Linked DNA regions of Mus musculus: all the other regions are linked to region 1. A link is a contact called in public ChIA-PET and promoter capture Hi-C data. All regions are on one chromosome and are shown on one strand. The core of a region is the stretch at or near the end of the contact, and the rest is flanking DNA. Distances in the headings are between cores, read along the strand shown.

Region 1 (3,947 bases), core at 1,003-3,502:
GGAGGGAGGGAAGGAGGTGTGCACAACTCGGCTCCTAACCTTGGGAAGCAGCCAGGTGTGGCAGCGCACACCTTTAATTCCAAGCATGTCTGAGGACAAGGCCAATAATGGTTACATAGCAAGACCCTGTCTCAAAACAAACTGACACACAAGCAAACGTTAAACTTGCCTTTTCTTTATGAACTGTATTTCAAGGTGAAAATGAACCACCAACGAAAGCTCTAGTGTGCTTTTTGTTGCTGTAATAAAAACACTGGCCAGGCATGGTGGCGCACGCCTTTAATCCCAGCACTCGGGAGGCAGAGGCAGGTGGATTTCTGAGTTCGAGGCCAGCCTGGTCTACAAAGTGAGTTCCAGGACAGCCAGGGCTATAGAGAAACCCTGTCTCAAAAAAACAAAAAACAAAAAACAATAATAATAATAATAATAATAACAAAATAAAAATAAATAAAAACACTGACCACAAGCAACTTAGACAGGAAAGGACTTAATTCAGCTGATGTGTTTACAATCCATCACTCAGAAAAGCGAAAATGGGAACTCGGAGGCAGAGACCACAGAAATGCTGCTCACGGGTTTCTATAGCTCCATCACCCAGTGCAGGCTCACCTGCCCAGGAAGGTACACACCATAGCGCACTGGGCTGCCCTCCCACATAAATCAGCAATTAAGAAAATGCTCCAAAGACTTGTCCAAGGGTCAGTGTGGTGAAGGAAATTCCTCAACTTGAGAACTGAAGGTAACTGACAATAAGGGAAATTCTGTGTCTTCTTTGTGTGGCGCCTACACTTGAGCATACAGTGGAGGCCAGAGGACTTCCAGCATCCTACATTACTCCCTTGAGACAGCGTTTCTCACTTATACAACCAAGAGGCTAAGTTAGCAACCAGCCAGGCCCAACAATTTTTGTCTCTGTGCCCCACTGTGCTGGGGTTACAGTGCTCACACTTTTTATGTGGGTACTAGAGATTTGAAACTAGGTCCTCATTCTCAAACAGAAAGCTGTCTTTTACACTGGCCATGTCCTCAGCCCTAGAGCAATGATTTTTTAAATTAATTAATTTATGACTGGATTCCAGGTAAGAAGCAGAAAGACATAGCTTTTTTTTTTTTTTAAACCAGTACTTTGCAACTACTCATGTAATAACGGACCGAATCAATCATCAAGTGTAAAACGCTAACGGAAGAGAAAACTAGTTTGACCGAGTGTCATAGGGGCACTCTGGGAATTCCAACCCTAAGGACCTGAAATAAGAGGATCTCGAGTTCGAGGGCTGCCCAACTTACATAGCGATATCCTGAATCTGACTTTATTATTATTATTATTATTATTATTATTATTATTATTATTATTAATTTATTTTGGGAAAACTACAACTTGGAGATTAAATCTCTTCCTTCGGTAGCGATTTGCCTTCGCGGTTTAAGAACCCCCTACATGTCTTCCCCCTTGGCTCATCTAGTGCCTCGCTGCTTAAAGACTATGTGAGAGGTTTTGTGGGTGACAAGCCCCGCCTCGCAAGCAAAGCCGTACCTGGCCTGCTAAGCTGGGGTTACAGCCAAAGCATGGCCTAAGGAAGCCACGCTGCGGCCGGACAGGCACGAACACCGAGACCGCCCTCCCTCCCGCAAAATCAACCTTTCCTCTCTCCCCAACGGTTTTTTTTTTTTTTCCCCTCAATCTCCTTAGCCTCTTGACTCCATTCAAACACTTTCTGTGCTCCTCGTCTGAGTCGTGTTTCCTTTACCGGCATCAAAAACAAGAAGAACGAGAAGAAAAAGAGCTCAGAGGTTTTCCTTACCCGGCCTTGTCTGCAGACCCTGGTGGCCCCTTCCATTTCTCTTTCTCTTTGTCTTTCTTGGCTCCTGCTGCAGAGGTCGAATCATCCTCGAAAACGCTGAAAAGCTCATCCCCGAAAGCATCCGCCATCTTTCGGAACTCTGAGACCGAATCTCCCTCCTACCCAAGAGGCCCCGCGACCGTACCCTACAGTGACGCCGAATGGGGGGACTCGACGGTGGCCCGGAGGAGTCAAAAGTGAGCGAGCCTTGAGCCCCGCGTGACTTTTCTCCTTTCTAGTCTGGGTCCTGCCCCTTTTCTCTTCCAACCACTGCGAGTCCGGCAGTTCAATGACTAAAAACTTAGCGACCAGTGGCGCACGACAGCAGCCATGCCGCTCGCTCCCGGGAGCCGAGAGGCGGAGTCTGAGGACACGGGCCAATTGAGCCGGAGCCCCAGCCGCGGAGCCCGGATGGAGGAGGCTGGGTGGAGGCGTGGGAGCCGGCAAACGTGAAGAGCTCTCGGGCTTCTGCTGTGCCGCAGCGGGGATCTGGATCTGGAAGACTACTCTCCTGCAGCTGAAACATGGGCGGCAAAAATAAGAAACACAAGGCGCCGGGAGCTGCGGCGATGCGGGCCGCCGTGTCTGCTTCCAGAGCCAGAAGTGCAGAGGCCGGAGCTGTTGGGGAAGCCCAGAGCAAGAAGCCGGTGGCCAGGCCGGCGCCCGCCGTCCCCACCGGCGCCCGGGAGCCCCGAGTGAAGCAAGGTAAGCCCTGACCCAGTGCCCAGCCTTCTGCCCTCAGACCCTGCTTCTTGTCCAGCAAAGACTCACAACGTGAGCTGATGAGATCCAAACTTAGACATCTTCCACACCTGAGCAGTGGGTGGGGTGGCCTTGTAGATCGGTCTAAGGGCCTTTGGCCATTAAAGTTACAAAAGTAACTCTGTTACAGCGTGGCTTCGCCTTTCTAACTCACTCTTTTTTTTTTTTCTTTCTCCTTCTAAGAACGGAGTCATGGCATCTGCTGTTGTTCAGCAGGAATCCACTCTGAGCTGTCAGAACAGCCGCTCCGCTAGTTAAGAGAGTTGTTAAGGGAAGTGCTTCTGGCTTGATGCAGCTCCATGTTCTGTCAGATCTTAATGTCTTCTTCAGCATCTATCTACATAAATATCCTTGTATGTTCCAGAAAAGTCAGTGTTTCCTAAGAATAACCACACTTTACACATTGGACACTGGATTGACTTACAGTAAAATTCTATGCTTGTCAAATCCTTGCATTTTTTTGCTTACCCTGCAGATTGATTTGATAACTTGAAGGTGATTAGTTACGGCCACTCTTTCAGCTAGTTTCAAAAACATCAAAATTATATGTTGTTTTGTTCTGTTTGATCTGTTTGCTTGCAGTAATTTTTTTCTATAACAAAAAACTTGCAAGCATATGTGCTTATTGATACATAAATACCAAGCATCTGACTGGTGATAATAAGACCGAAAAAAATGGAAACCTTCGCTCCAGAGCAGCTTAGGAATCTAATTTACTAATCACACAGACAGTCGTGCTTTATAGTTGTTAAGCTTCAGAGAGAGAGAGAGCATGCCCATGAGTGTTTAGCAGGGTGTTTTGTTTCGGTTTTTTTCCCCCCAATGGTGAGGAGTCATGAAAAGTGATAGTTGAGCTGAAATTAGAAGCTGTCTAGAAGTTAATCCTGTAAAGCATGGTAGGAATAACATTCCCAAGATCTTGAGTTAAGAAAGAGCTTGGAGGGGGCTGGAGAGATGGCTCAGTGGTTAAGAGCGCTGACTGCTCTTCCAGAGGTCCTGAGTTCAATTCCCAGCAACCACATGGTGGCTCACAACCATCTGTAATGAGACCTGATGCCATCTTCTGTGGTGTATCTGAAGACAGCTACAGTGACAGCTACAGCGTACTCATATTAAAAAAAAAAAAAAAAAAAAGCTTGGAGCATTGTGTGTGTGTGTGTGTGTGTGTGTGTGTGTGTGTATGTGTGGTGGGGGATTTATGAGAAAATAAGCTAGTGGCATGGCGCACTTACTCCTAGAAAGTAATCCTCTATAAATGCAAATTATTAGACTTGTAGTTTCAGATATGACACATTTCTCCCTGAGAATTCTACAGCTGTCTCGCTGCAGACTAAGATCTTTTTC
Region 2 (3,947 bases), core at 557-3,056, 250 kb after region 1:
ATCAAGTCAGTTGTTTTGTTTAGCTGGTTTTGATGTATATAACAATCATATGTGTGTGTGTGTGTGTGTGTGTGTGTGTGTGTGTGTGTGTGTGCATTTATATGTATGCCTATCAATCCTTGGCTAGTCTGGAATTCAGACCAGGCAAGCCTTGAACTTACACAGATTGCCTGCCTCTGCTTCCTGAGTACTGGGATTAAAAGCATATGAAATCATGCCTGCTTATTTTTTATTGCTTTTATTCACTTTATTTTGTGTGTGAGTGTTTTGCTTATATGTATGTTTGTGTGCCACATGCATGCATGGTACATGCAGAGATCAGAAGAGGGCATTGGATACCTGTAACTAGAGTTAGCTGATGGTTGTGAACCACCATTTCAGTCTAGCCCTGGTTTTCTATAAGAGCGGTAAGTGCTCTTAAGCACGGAGCCATCTCTCCAGTCCCTAAAATAAGTTCTTAAGTGAAACACTATACTGTTGTAAGGGAAAAAAGAACTGGGAGCCAAGCTTTAAAAAGCAAATATGGAAACAGAAGAAACAAAGTCAGAATACTCAAGTGAGCGCCACATCAGGGGTCTACTGGCAGCAACCCGAGATCAGCAACCTGAGATAGATCACATCAGGGGTATCTTTGCAGCAACCCGAGATAGATTTTATACTTCATCTTAAGCTGAAAGAGACTTGGAGGTTGTCCTCCACAGTCTGGAAAGCCTCCTTTCAATATCCTAAAGACGAATACCGTGTTCTGCTTCACGTTTTATAAACCTTCTCTAACTGTGCTCCCCCAACCTCAGGAAGTGCCTGCTTCTTACTGCTGTGATTTCCAGAGTGTGAGCCTTGGAATTCTGGGGTGAAGGGTAAGGCTGAGGAAGTAAGGAGTCTGCAAATCCAGCACCAGGGCACACACTCACAGTGTCCTCTGTGATGTATCTCTGCTTACTGAACGTGTTAAATATTCTGCTGAAATATCTAAATAGAAACACCAGTTCTCAAAAGCCCACCAAAGAAGAGACAGTAACTTCCCCTTGTCCACAGGCTTCCTCTCAGCAATTTCAGTTGCTTGCGGTCCACTGCTGTAGCAAACATTACATGAAATATTCCAGAGATAAATGATACATGCAATTTAAATGACATACGAGAGTAGATTGATTTAATTGTCCTCTTATCGCCTTGGTTAATCTTACTGTACTTAATTCATTGACTAGACTTTACCCTGTGTGTGTTCTTCATCTTGGACATAGACAACCACCTGCATGGAAAAGCACAGGGGACTCACCAAGAGTAGCAGTGGGCGGCTGTTAGCACCCACTGTGGGTGGATCAGGACTCCTCCACAAATATGCTTGCTGCGGTACTGGATGGACGCCATAAATGGCCTGGAATGCGGCTGGACTTCCCTCCCTCCAATAATTTCAGTATGGAAACCTGCAAAAGTAAGCCAAAAGATTTTACACGATCCAGCAGTGACATCTCGTTCCTCTGATAGCAGGCACCATTACCCTTATATCCCTTTCTAAGACTAATAAAACAACAACGGTGCTCAATACTTAGTGTACCTTTTCCGGCTAGCAGTTGTATAAACCAAAACAGGTAAGAGGGGAAACACTGTTTACAGAATAACAACACAATCACTAAAGATTCACATCATTACACATAAGCCAGGGGTATGGGATACTTACACTCTGAAGACATATAAACGCCAGCCACCAGGGAAACCAGAGCCCATGAAGAAAACCTCATAATTACAGGGCTTCGGTGTTAAGGAGCACGGACAAACTGCTTGCTTCGTGGTTGATGAAGGAGACTGTGAAGATGGGTTTTGGTTCTTGTTGTTCTTGCAGGTTTCTCACCTCACACGTCCCAGACGTTAGATTTTTCACACCCAAGGTTTCAAAGCCTCTATTAGTCTGGGGGAAGTTCCGGTACAACGGGTGAAGGAATAAAAGATACGCAGGCCAGAAGACCCCAGAGAGGTGTAGACAGTTGAAAGCTGTTCTTTGCTCTAAAGCAGTGGCTCTCAACCTGTGGGTCACGACACCTTTGGGAGTCTCATATCAGATATCCTGCATATTAGATATTTGCATTATATAGCCAAATGAAGTAATGAAGTACCAATGGAATAATGTTATGGTTGGGAGTCACTATAACATGAGGACCTCTATTAAAAGGTCGCAGCACTAAGAACCAATGCTCTAACAGTTCCCTCAGCATGAAACGGTGCCTATCGGGTTTACTTCCCCTTTGCCTCTTTGCATGGATGGATTTGTGATGGAGAAGGACAGAGTCTCGCACAGATCCTCGAAAGCTTTACGGTGTGATTTAGATGTCACTTGAATGTCATCCAGAGAAACCCACATGTCTCATAGGATGCACATTCCTTGTCTTACCATTTCCTTTAAATGTGACCAGATTTGGTTAAATTTTAGTTACATTTTTTTTAGAGATTTAATAATGTTATTAAAGAGGAATACTGGCAACATATTTTTTACTCAAACTCTCTTTGACTCAATTTTAGTTGAAAATGACCACATGTTTACCCAGGGCCTTAATAATGTCTGTTAAAAGGACTGTATGTCATCAGTCTTCCCAGTGACACATGACAACACAATGCCAGGCCTTCTCATACACCCTCTATCCATCACACTCAGGATTCTGCAGGAGTCTCTCCATGTATGCAAGTACATACATTATAATGTAGGCTCAAACATACTTAGATAAGATTAGCCACAAGAGCCCCATTTACCAAAACTTACAAAACTTTTAATTTTTTTAAGATTTACGAAATCTGTCTTTTATTTAAAACAACAACAACAACAACAAACAAACAACCAAAACTGTTATGCTTGGTAGATGTCAGAAGAATCTTACAAAACTGTTCTTTGATAAGAAAATAAGAATGAAAGTTAATATTATTCATTATATAGCATAATTTAACTGTTATGTAAGTTGAATGCATTAAGCGATTTTCAAAATTCCCGTTCCCTGATCATTTGTATCTTCATGTCTCTATCTGTGAAGAAGGCAGCACAGCAAGTATGCAATAAACTAAGATAAACTGAGAGTGGTTCGTTTGCCCAAAGCCACAGCATTGGAACTGGATCAAATCTCCTGGTTTGCCTGCAGTAGCGTGGATGTTAATAAGCTCATTTCAGCACACGGCCCTGGTCAGCAGTATCCCATGCAGCCACAGCAAACTTTCCAAACACTGAGCGAAAGAAACACACCCAGGGCAGCGATTTCCTGCTAAACAAGGAGAGCAAAAGGTGAGATGGTGGGAGAGAGCTTGAGAAAAGTCACAGCCTTACGAAGCCAAACCTGTTAGCACCACCCGAGTGTCCCATGAACTGTCAACTGACCTCCGAGACTACTGACGTGCCCTGTACTGATCCCTCGTGTGCCTTTATTCCAAGTTTCCAGGTGGGCATGGTCGTACCTGTTCTTAACCATATTTTCTTGATGCTGGGAACAGAAGAGGGTGGGTGATTTGTAAACATGATCTGGATGCAAGCAAGATGTAAATGGTAAAAGACAGTTTTAGCATGGCGGGGTTGGAACACCTCTGCCAGCTAGCTTCTTTACAGTAAGGACTCACAACGGTATAGCTTTTTATTACAGATGGCTAAACATTTTCATCTGAATTTCCAGGGAGGTGGCTGCTCCTTCATCTTGTTTTATGGATGGAGAAACTGAAGCTAAGACTGTCTAGATTACCCAGCGAGCAGATGGCCCCTAAACCCTTATGTGCTGGCTCCAGACTTCATGTTTCCTTCAACCTGACCACACTGTCTGCCCTGTTCCCTCTGAGAAGCCCCTGGCTTAGACACTTCAGGAGGCAAGCTGGCCATGCTGAAGGGAAAAAGGATTTAGCACTGCAATTAGACATGGGTGAGATTTAGTTCAGTTGAGAGGAGAGACGCGTAACTCCTTTTTGTAGCTGACCTGGAAATT
Region 3 (3,947 bases), core at 1,024-3,523, 210 kb after region 1:
GGCCAAAGGTGTTCTGAAGATCCCCTAAACATCACAGACCATTGCGAAGGCTTTGGTTACCTTCCACAACCTGAAAGTAAGATCCTATTGCCTAAAATATCACGTATGTAATTGAATGTAAAAAAAAATTGAGCTGGTGCCCAACTAGAAGCTTCAGTCCCACTGCCTAGCGTTCACAGTACTGGATGGTGGTTCTCATGGTTCCAGAGAGTGAGAGGTAATTGTTGGTAATCTGGCATCTCCATCACCTGATCCAGAGATCCAGCCACATCAGGATACATCACAACCAGCTGCCAAGATGGGACACATTCCCAGCATCGCACATATTCCAGTGCACAAGCGCCACATCCCCTTATAAAAAGGCCAGTCCTTCCTCTCCCCACCTTCTTCCCTCAACCTTCACACAGAGGTAGCCTCTGTATACCCCCTTCCCAATAGACGTCCCACATCAGATCTGTCTTATGGTGTGACTTTATGGCACTCAATGCATAGATCATAACGGTAATCATCATTATCAGCCAGTTAAGGGTTTTCAACAGGCAACTGATCTGTATTTGGTAAAGAGGGACTTCTTGTGGCACCAACCAGAGGCAGTGACACCTCCAGTGTCTGTTATAATTCAAGTATAAGGGGCAGCAGTCTACTGCAGTGGCAATGTGGGAGATTAGACATGGTCAGAGAGCAGCACTTCGTAGGAATACCCAATTCTAACCTAGAGTGAAGGATGGATATGTGTTAGAATGGATGGTAGAAACTCACATTAGAAGAGAGGCTGCACACTTCCCAGCTGCAGACATGATCAGTTGGGAACTTTTGTGTAGGTCAGAATACCTGACTACAGAGAGGAAAGGAATAGATTAGAGGCATTAGAATCAGTTTGGTTATTGATGATGGGTTCCCACCAAGTAGACATGGAAGATCTGATGCACGTCGTCAGGATGGAGTGGGCTGAGCGGAGAATGTGGAAGGCCATGGGCTCCTGTGTTTCTGCCAGAGTTTAGGTCATCACTGTTCTTTTCTGTCAGTAAAGGATGGTGTGGGAACAGGCTTTCCCCACAAAGTGGTGGTGGAAAAAGGGTCCACGCAATTCACTGACTTTCTGAACTGTGGGCTTAGATTGAACTTTGACATGAGAACAGACTTTGATGGGGTTCTCACCAAATTCATTTGGTTAGAGTTTGGTCAGTTAGATGTGGTCTAGGCCAAAATGTACCGTGTGGTGGGTTTTTCTAGGTAACAGAGTGCTCTCCCCAGCCTCTCAGCACACAACACAGTAGCACATCCTTTCATGTCACCACCTAAACCACCCGCTTGCTGCTGCTTCTGCTCTGTCTCTGGGACAGTCACTCATTTCTAGCTTCGTGTAGTCACTGCATTAAGATTTAGGTCATAAGCTATACATGTCATCTATGTAACAGTGTAATTAGATGATTTTAGGTATATTGCATTATTAATTTAAATACTAGATAGATTATAAAAATGCCCTTTTAAACCATGTTACTAATGACTTCAATAGTATCAAATAGAGGCATAACATCTCAAATTCTCACTGCTACCTTTCTAAATCTTTCTCATCACTTCCTATCAGAAACTCTAGAACTGTAAGGCAAGAAATGCCCTTCTATTCTCCCTTCCGCTCAGCATCTGGTGACCTTTATTCTGTGTCAATGGGTTTGCCTGTTTAAATGTTTCAAAGGAGTCGAATCAAATACCACTCATCCTTTTGACTGCTTTGTTCTGTTGGTATAGTATTTTTAAGGTCCATTCTTGTTGCAGCCTGCATCAGAATGTATTCTAATTGTTGAATAATGCACCACCGTTTACCCATTCACCTGCTGAAGGTGTCGGGCTGTTCTCAATTCCTGGCTACTATCATTGCTTCACAGGTCTTTGCTTGCATTCCTTTGAGTGTGTACTCAGGAGAAAATGGCTGAGCCATGTGTTTCCATTCTCTTGAGTGTTTCCAAGGAATTTTCTCATTACTAGAAAACTTTAGACCCTAGGTTAGTCTTCCTTCTCTACTACAATTTCTGCCTTCTTTCTAGGTGGCTCAGTACCTGTGCAGTGCCCTGCCCTCTCAATTCCTTGAACCCATCTTCTTCATGTTAGCTTTTTACCTTCATAATATTTCCCTCTCTGACTCCAGTCCATCTACCTTGGCTGTCCCCTAAGTCCACTCTAACCAGGGTTTCATTCCATCATTACACAAAATGGCTGATGTCAAGGCCACAGAGGCACATTGTGATGGTCTATATATGCTCGGCCCAGGGAGTGGCACTACTAGAAGGTGTGGCCTTGTTGGAGTAGGTGTGTTACGATGGGTGTGGGCTTAAGACCCTCATCCTAGCTTCCTGGAAGTGAATATTCTGCTAGCAGCCTTCAGGCCCTGATGGAAAAGGCCATGGATTGATGGAAACTGCAAGGAAGAGAATCCACTCAGCTCAGGAGATAGAGGAATTGGAAACAGGTTAGGAGAAATTGCCTCCACTGAAGTACAAGAAGGGATGAGGACTGACTAAAACCCCAAACACAAATCAAACACAAATAGGTCAGAGAAGACAGCCCAGGTGCTGTGGAATAGATGATGTGAACCAAATAGTGCCGTGGCAAGGCTTATAATAGAGGAATGGTCATGGCTATTACCTATTTGGTCTAGGGAGAGCGTGGGTATTTCCCCTAGCTTGCAAGTGGTACCCATCCTGTACGCCAACCCTGCCTGGAATCATTTCCAAATCACAATCTTTGCCAGATGCAAAACTGGCTTCTCCTTTATTGTGACTGATGTGGGTGTAGTCTGAGTCGCCAAATAAGTAGAGTCTAGGGTGACTGAATCCTGCTTTTCAGTGATTATAGAGGAGAAGAACTCTGAAGTCCCTCCTTCCATGCCTTCCTCAGTGCCCAGAGACCAGGAACTGGAGCCTAAGATGACACACCTCTGTAGTCCCATAAGGTAGCTGAATATTTCATTTCTCAAACATGTAGCTTAGTGTTTTCTCTACCCCCAAATAATTATGTGTTTGTTTTATTTTTTTATGCACCTAAACATAATATTTAGCTTATAAGATATGGCATTTTTATCTGTCAAAAGTCCCTGAGTTGGTAAAATTTGATAACTAAATGACGGTATGGCCTAGATGATGGATATATATGGATTCTGTATTATTAAAACATATAGTCCACAACGGTTTTGATATGCTGTCTATATTTCAATTGAACTTCTGCCAGAAGCAATCTTAAAATGTAGTTTTGTCACTTATATCCAGAAATATTATTCATTGTGGCCATATCCATAATAATCATAATGAGTTACATGAAAAAAATTGAAATCCAGTTTACTAATTTTAAATGTCTATTCTGTTATTTAGACTTTTTAAGAGGTAGCTGTGATGGCTGATTTTTTTCCCTAAACGAGCTTAAAGAAATAGTTGGGCATATTTGGCTTTTTAGAGTATTTATACTGAAATATAGTTGTAGCTTTGTGGTCCTATACTGAGACATTTGAAAGCCCAGCTGTTGGGCAGGAAGTCAAAGCTACATAGATGTTTCAGCTTGATACATTGAATCTAGCTACAGCAAATGTCTGAAGCTGAAAACCACACACCCATATTACAGGTGATAAGATTAATTACTTGGGGGCCCCCAAGGGCAGATGATTTGGATTACTGTTTTTGCTTTGCACATCTGATCACTTTATAATAATTTTTATAGATTGCATGTAATTACTTTTCTTTCTTTCTTTTTTTATTTATTTTTTTATTAGGTATTTTCCTCGTTTACATTTTCAATGCTATCCCAAAAGTCCCCCATACCCACCCCCCAACCCCCTACCCACCCACTCCCCCTTTTTGGCCCTGGGGTTCCCCTGTACTGGGGCATATAAAGTTTGCAAGTCCAATGGGCCTTTCTTTGCAGTGATGGCCGGTAATTACTTTTCAAGGATTGTATCT
Region 4 (3,947 bases), core at 934-3,433, 170 kb after region 1:
TGCTGCTTTCCCACTTTCACTCAGAGGCCGTTCAAAATCACAGTATACAAGTTGATGTTTGCACCTTTTACCTGTGACCCTTCAGGAAGACTGTGGTCACTGTGAGATTTCAGGTATCAAGAGCAGCACTCTCATCCACAAGTCAGGAGAATAACACAGGTTGCACCTCAGGTTCTCATTCAATCCCCAGACCTAACATGGTTTAGTTAAAACCCTTTCCAAATGAACTATAAGGAGCAGAGGAACTATGAGTAGATAATCAGCCTTAGCAGAACTTGCATGAAATGGGCCAGGCTAATAGATCTACTGTGAGAGAATGGGGAGACAGAGAGGCACAACGCAGGCATGGTTGATGGGAAATGACCTTGTGTCCTGTGACAGAGCTTCTGGATTTCAACTTCTATGCAAAATATTCCTGGATTCTCCTGAAACCCTTCTGCCCGTTTTGGCTGAGTGTTATGTTTGCTTGAGTAGAGATCAACACTTCTTATTCCATAACGAAGTCCAACTACTGGCCCAAAGTGTCAGTTGTAGACCTGGAACTTCTCATCAGGTTGAGGAGAGTGAGAGGCAGGAAGAGAGAAGGCAGGGTTCACTTTCCATAAGGGAATTGGGACGAAGGCAGAATTTTAGGCTTCAGAAATAGAATGGAACAGAATCAAAGGGAATTTATCCACATCCCTAGTTTTCCTGGGGTGACTCTCACAAAGCTGGACTGCAAAGGACTATCTGTGGACATCATGATGAATTCAAGGAGATTCTCTTCTGTAGGGCTCTGGCTCTGAGCACACATGCTGGCCTGAGCAGTAGGGCCAGGTTGCCACCAGCCAGTCTTAAAAAGGTCGTCATAAGGATTAGAGCAGGTGGAAAGCTTTAAAGACCAGCAATGCTCACCCCATTCAGAGTCATATTAGTAGAATTTGTGAGGCAGGAGCTGGGGTGTTCAGACATTGTTTCAAAAGCCTGCCAGACTGCTCTGACTAGTCCAGCATATGACGTACTGCGTTCTTGCTCCCTCCCTTCTGGGTCCACACAGCTGCTCTGAACACGGAAAACAAAGTGTAAAAGGAAAAGTTGTCCTTACTGTTTACTTTGAAGAAAATAAATAATTGGATTAAAAAAAAAACCTCAGAAAACCAAAATTCAATTATAAAGGAATAAAGAGGAAAGAAAATCTGCTCTAATCTCATAGCACTGCCATGCTGGTCATGTGTCCACTTTTGGTCTCAAACATCTTTCAACCTTGTTTTAAAATTCCCTTTCATTGTTAGTCACACGCTAAATCCTAGGACTTCTTTTAGATTCCTCTCTGCATCTCCTACTTCTAAAAGCTTATTTGTCCTGGGGTAAATCCTGGCGGTTTCCATATTTGCCTGCCATTTTTACCCCCCGCCAATCTTCCTACCAGGTTCTTCAAGGGACATGGAGAACCTCACAGAAGCTGTTGTTCTTCCCGGGTCAGGGCAAGAACAATGATGGCATTCCCACCAGTGCATGGTCCTTTCCCTCAGACAGGAATATTGGTTCCTATTCACTACATAGCAGGAACAGCTGAAGAGAAAATACTACAGCTCTCCCAAGCAGTCCGTGTGAGAGATCTTCCCCAGAGTCAGGAAGACTTGCCAGGAAAACACTAACCAAGAGAAATAGTGAGAAACTCCCCACAGTCCTCATTAGCTTCTGCTGTCCAGCTTGGTTAGGTGTGACCCTCTCCAAAGCTGTCTGCACAGTAGTCAAAGAAAGAAAGGCTGAGATGCCTCATTTACCACTATTACCTCTCTTGGAAGACAGGTTGATCTCCCAACTCAAGAGTATTTCATTCATTTCTTTGCTCATCTCAAGTTCCCTTTTAAGGCAATATTCAAGCTATAAATCGGCAGCAATCTCCATTGGTGGTTCTGCTAATTTTTGGAAAGAAACTATGAATACATATTTTTTCCTCTAAAACTACTGAAATTCAAAAATGAATGCTAAGTGTTCCCAGGCTTTGAGTATTCTCAGTTATACTTAAGACATCATGGTGAAAGCACCCCACAAATCTATTCTATGATGGTTTTGATGAAAATTACATGAGTCTGTCTTACCTTCAGGAATAAGCAGAAGAAAAAGGAGAGTAGCAAGAGATGGCCCCCGGGGACCAGAGGCGTTCCTCATCGTGGCTCTCCCACCCCAATCAGCAGGGATCTCTGTGTTTGTTTCTTTCTACTTATATATGAGAGTGCAAAGGATGTGGTTTTGTTCTTCTCTTTCAAATGTCCAGGTGTAGAGCTGGAAAATGAAACTAAAATAGGGAGAGTAGGCGTTGTCCCTCCTCACCTGCAGTAGTGCTGTTGTAGTTTGTGCTGCCCGGTGGAGATGGAGGTTTGTAGCCTCCTAGGGAAAGCTGAGAGGGAAGAGAATCGTGTTGCCATTAGAATGTAGTTCATAAGCAGGGACTAGAAATGACTCAGTTGGGGTGTTTTTATCAATGGCCATATTTTCTTCAGGGTCCCTTAGTAGGAGCTCTTTGAAAAGCCAGAAATCAGAGTTTTAGATGCTAAGGAGGTAGATCATCTGTTCAAGTACTTGCCACACAAACACAAGGACCTGAGTTCAAATCCCCAGAACCCACAAAACAATCTGGGTGCAATAGCGTGTGGCTGTGATCCCAGAACTGCAGAGATAGGAAGATCTAACTGCACTGGCAACCTCCAGGTTTAGTGAGAGACCCTGTCTCAAAAGATAGTGGGAACTGCTTGAGGAAGATGCCAGGGTCAATCTCTGGTCTCTTCGTGCATATGCATACACATGTATACACACACACACTCTCTCTCTCTCTCTCTCTCTCTCTCACACACACACACTTGGAATTAAAAAAAAAAGTCCTAAAATTGGTCCCAAAGCACATTTCTTTTTACCTATTTTCTTGGGTTATAAGAATAGATAAGACGAATACAAGCAGAGGTCTAGAGGGACATTTATGGACAGTAGTTCGTGCCGTAATAATAAAGTACGTGTAATCAAGGATAGGTTAATTTGTCCCAGCATTAGGGACAGTTGCTTTCTTGAAACAGACATCCTCCATGGTCCGTCTCTGGAGGACAGTGCTGACTTGGTTTCTAGTAGAAAGTCTTGAGCTTTCTATCTGAGTAGAGGAAGTGGTCTCTGTCGTGAGGCACAGGGCCGGCTCTATGTTTGTCCCACGAGGATGTCTGGTTAAGCCCCTCGTCCCCACCGTTAACACCTTGTGGCTTCAGGCCAACTGAGTACTTCTTCAGAAACCACGTGACCTTAGAAGGGCCCCCTGCTGAGACACCTGTGGTTCTTGGTCCCACGTTATCATTTGGTCATTATCATTTCATCATTGTCGGGAACATCAGTGAGATAGCAGGAGATCGTGAGATAGCATGCTTCAGGTTTTCATGAGTAATTTTCTTGTCAGTTTTTTTTTTTCCTTTTACAAATTCACACTTGCACCGAATGAAAAGGGGGGAAGATTGTCAGTTTTGTTTATATATAACTGTGGTCATGTTTTCTCCATTTATTCTGACTTTTAAAAATTATTATTATGTTATATTTTATATATATATATACATTTAAATTTAATTTTATTTGTAACTCATTTTTTACACTCCATATTCCATTCCCTGCCACACCCCATCCACCATCTGGCTGCTCCACATCCCACAGCTCCTCCCAACCCCACCCCATCTCCATGTGGATGCCTCCACCCCCACCCCACCTGACCTGTAACTCCCTGGGGCCTCCTGTCTCTTGAGGGTTAGGTGCATCATCTTTGAATGAACACAGACCTGGAGGTATGTGTGTTGGGGGCCTCATATCAGCTGGTGTGTGCTGCCTGATTGATGGTTCTGTGTTCGAGAGATCTCAGGGGTCCAGATCAATTGAGACTGCTGGTCCTCCTACAGGATCGCCCTCTTCCTCGGCTTCTTTCAGCTTTCCCTAAC

The links. Promoter capture Hi-C pulls out the DNA fragments that hold promoters and counts their contacts. ChIA-PET counts read pairs in DNA pulled down with a chosen protein or histone mark.
Region 2: a contact with region 1 is called in an RNA polymerase II ChIA-PET map of effector CD8 T cells, with 20 read pairs. The contact joins the promoter of Gzmk here to the promoter of Dhx29 in region 1. A contact is called at or near these places in 3 of 115 datasets of contacts at active chromatin or transcription factors (CD8 T cells, effector CD8 T cells and memory CD8 T cells) and 1 of 9 other capture datasets (adipose tissue).
Region 3: a promoter capture Hi-C map of hippocampal neurons shows a contact between it and region 1, with 5 times the contacts expected there. The contact joins the promoter of 1700084D21Rik here to the promoter of Dhx29 in region 1. A contact is called at or near these places in 4 of 39 promoter capture datasets (the 3T3-L1 cell line, hippocampal neurons and stem cell-derived epiblast-like cells), 1 of 484 Hi-C or Micro-C datasets (cortical neurons), 3 of 115 datasets of contacts at active chromatin or transcription factors (the SCID.adh cell line, effector CD8 T cells and memory CD8 T cells) and 2 of 9 other capture datasets (adipose tissue and liver).
Region 4: an RNA polymerase II ChIA-PET map of effector CD8 T cells shows a contact between it and region 1, with 24 read pairs. The contact joins the promoter of Gzma here to the promoter of Dhx29 in region 1. A contact is called at or near these places in 3 of 115 datasets of contacts at active chromatin or transcription factors (the SCID.adh cell line, effector CD8 T cells and memory CD8 T cells) and 1 of 9 other capture datasets (adipose tissue).

What each region holds. Positions count from the first base shown.
Region 1 is chr13:112,925,428-112,929,374 of GRCm38.p6, forward strand. It overlaps Dhx29 (DEAH (Asp-Glu-Ala-His) box polypeptide 29), which reads left to right and starts at 2,253. Exons shown (of 27, transcript NM_172594.3): 1 at 2,253-2,546. The coding sequence starts at 2,366. It overlaps Mtrex (Mtr4 exosome RNA helicase), which reads right to left and starts at 1,953. Exons shown (of 27, transcript NM_028151.2): 1 at 1,803-1,953. The coding sequence starts at 1,930.
Region 2 is chr13:113,179,159-113,183,105 of GRCm38.p6, forward strand. Gzmk (granzyme K) reads right to left here and starts at 1,807. Exons shown (of 5, transcript NM_008196.2): 1 at 1,679-1,807; 2 at 1,277-1,424. The coding sequence starts at 1,739.
Region 3 is chr13:113,133,803-113,137,749 of GRCm38.p6, forward strand. 1700084D21Rik (RIKEN cDNA 1700084D21 gene) reads left to right here and starts at 2,274. Exons shown (of 3, transcript NR_131045.1): 1 at 2,274-2,467; 2 at 2,845-2,950.
Region 4 is chr13:113,098,798-113,102,744 of GRCm38.p6, forward strand. It overlaps Gzma (granzyme A), which reads right to left and starts at 2,184. Exons shown (of 5, transcript NM_010370.3): 1 at 2,085-2,184. The coding sequence starts at 2,154. It also overlaps a transcript of Cdc20b not described here.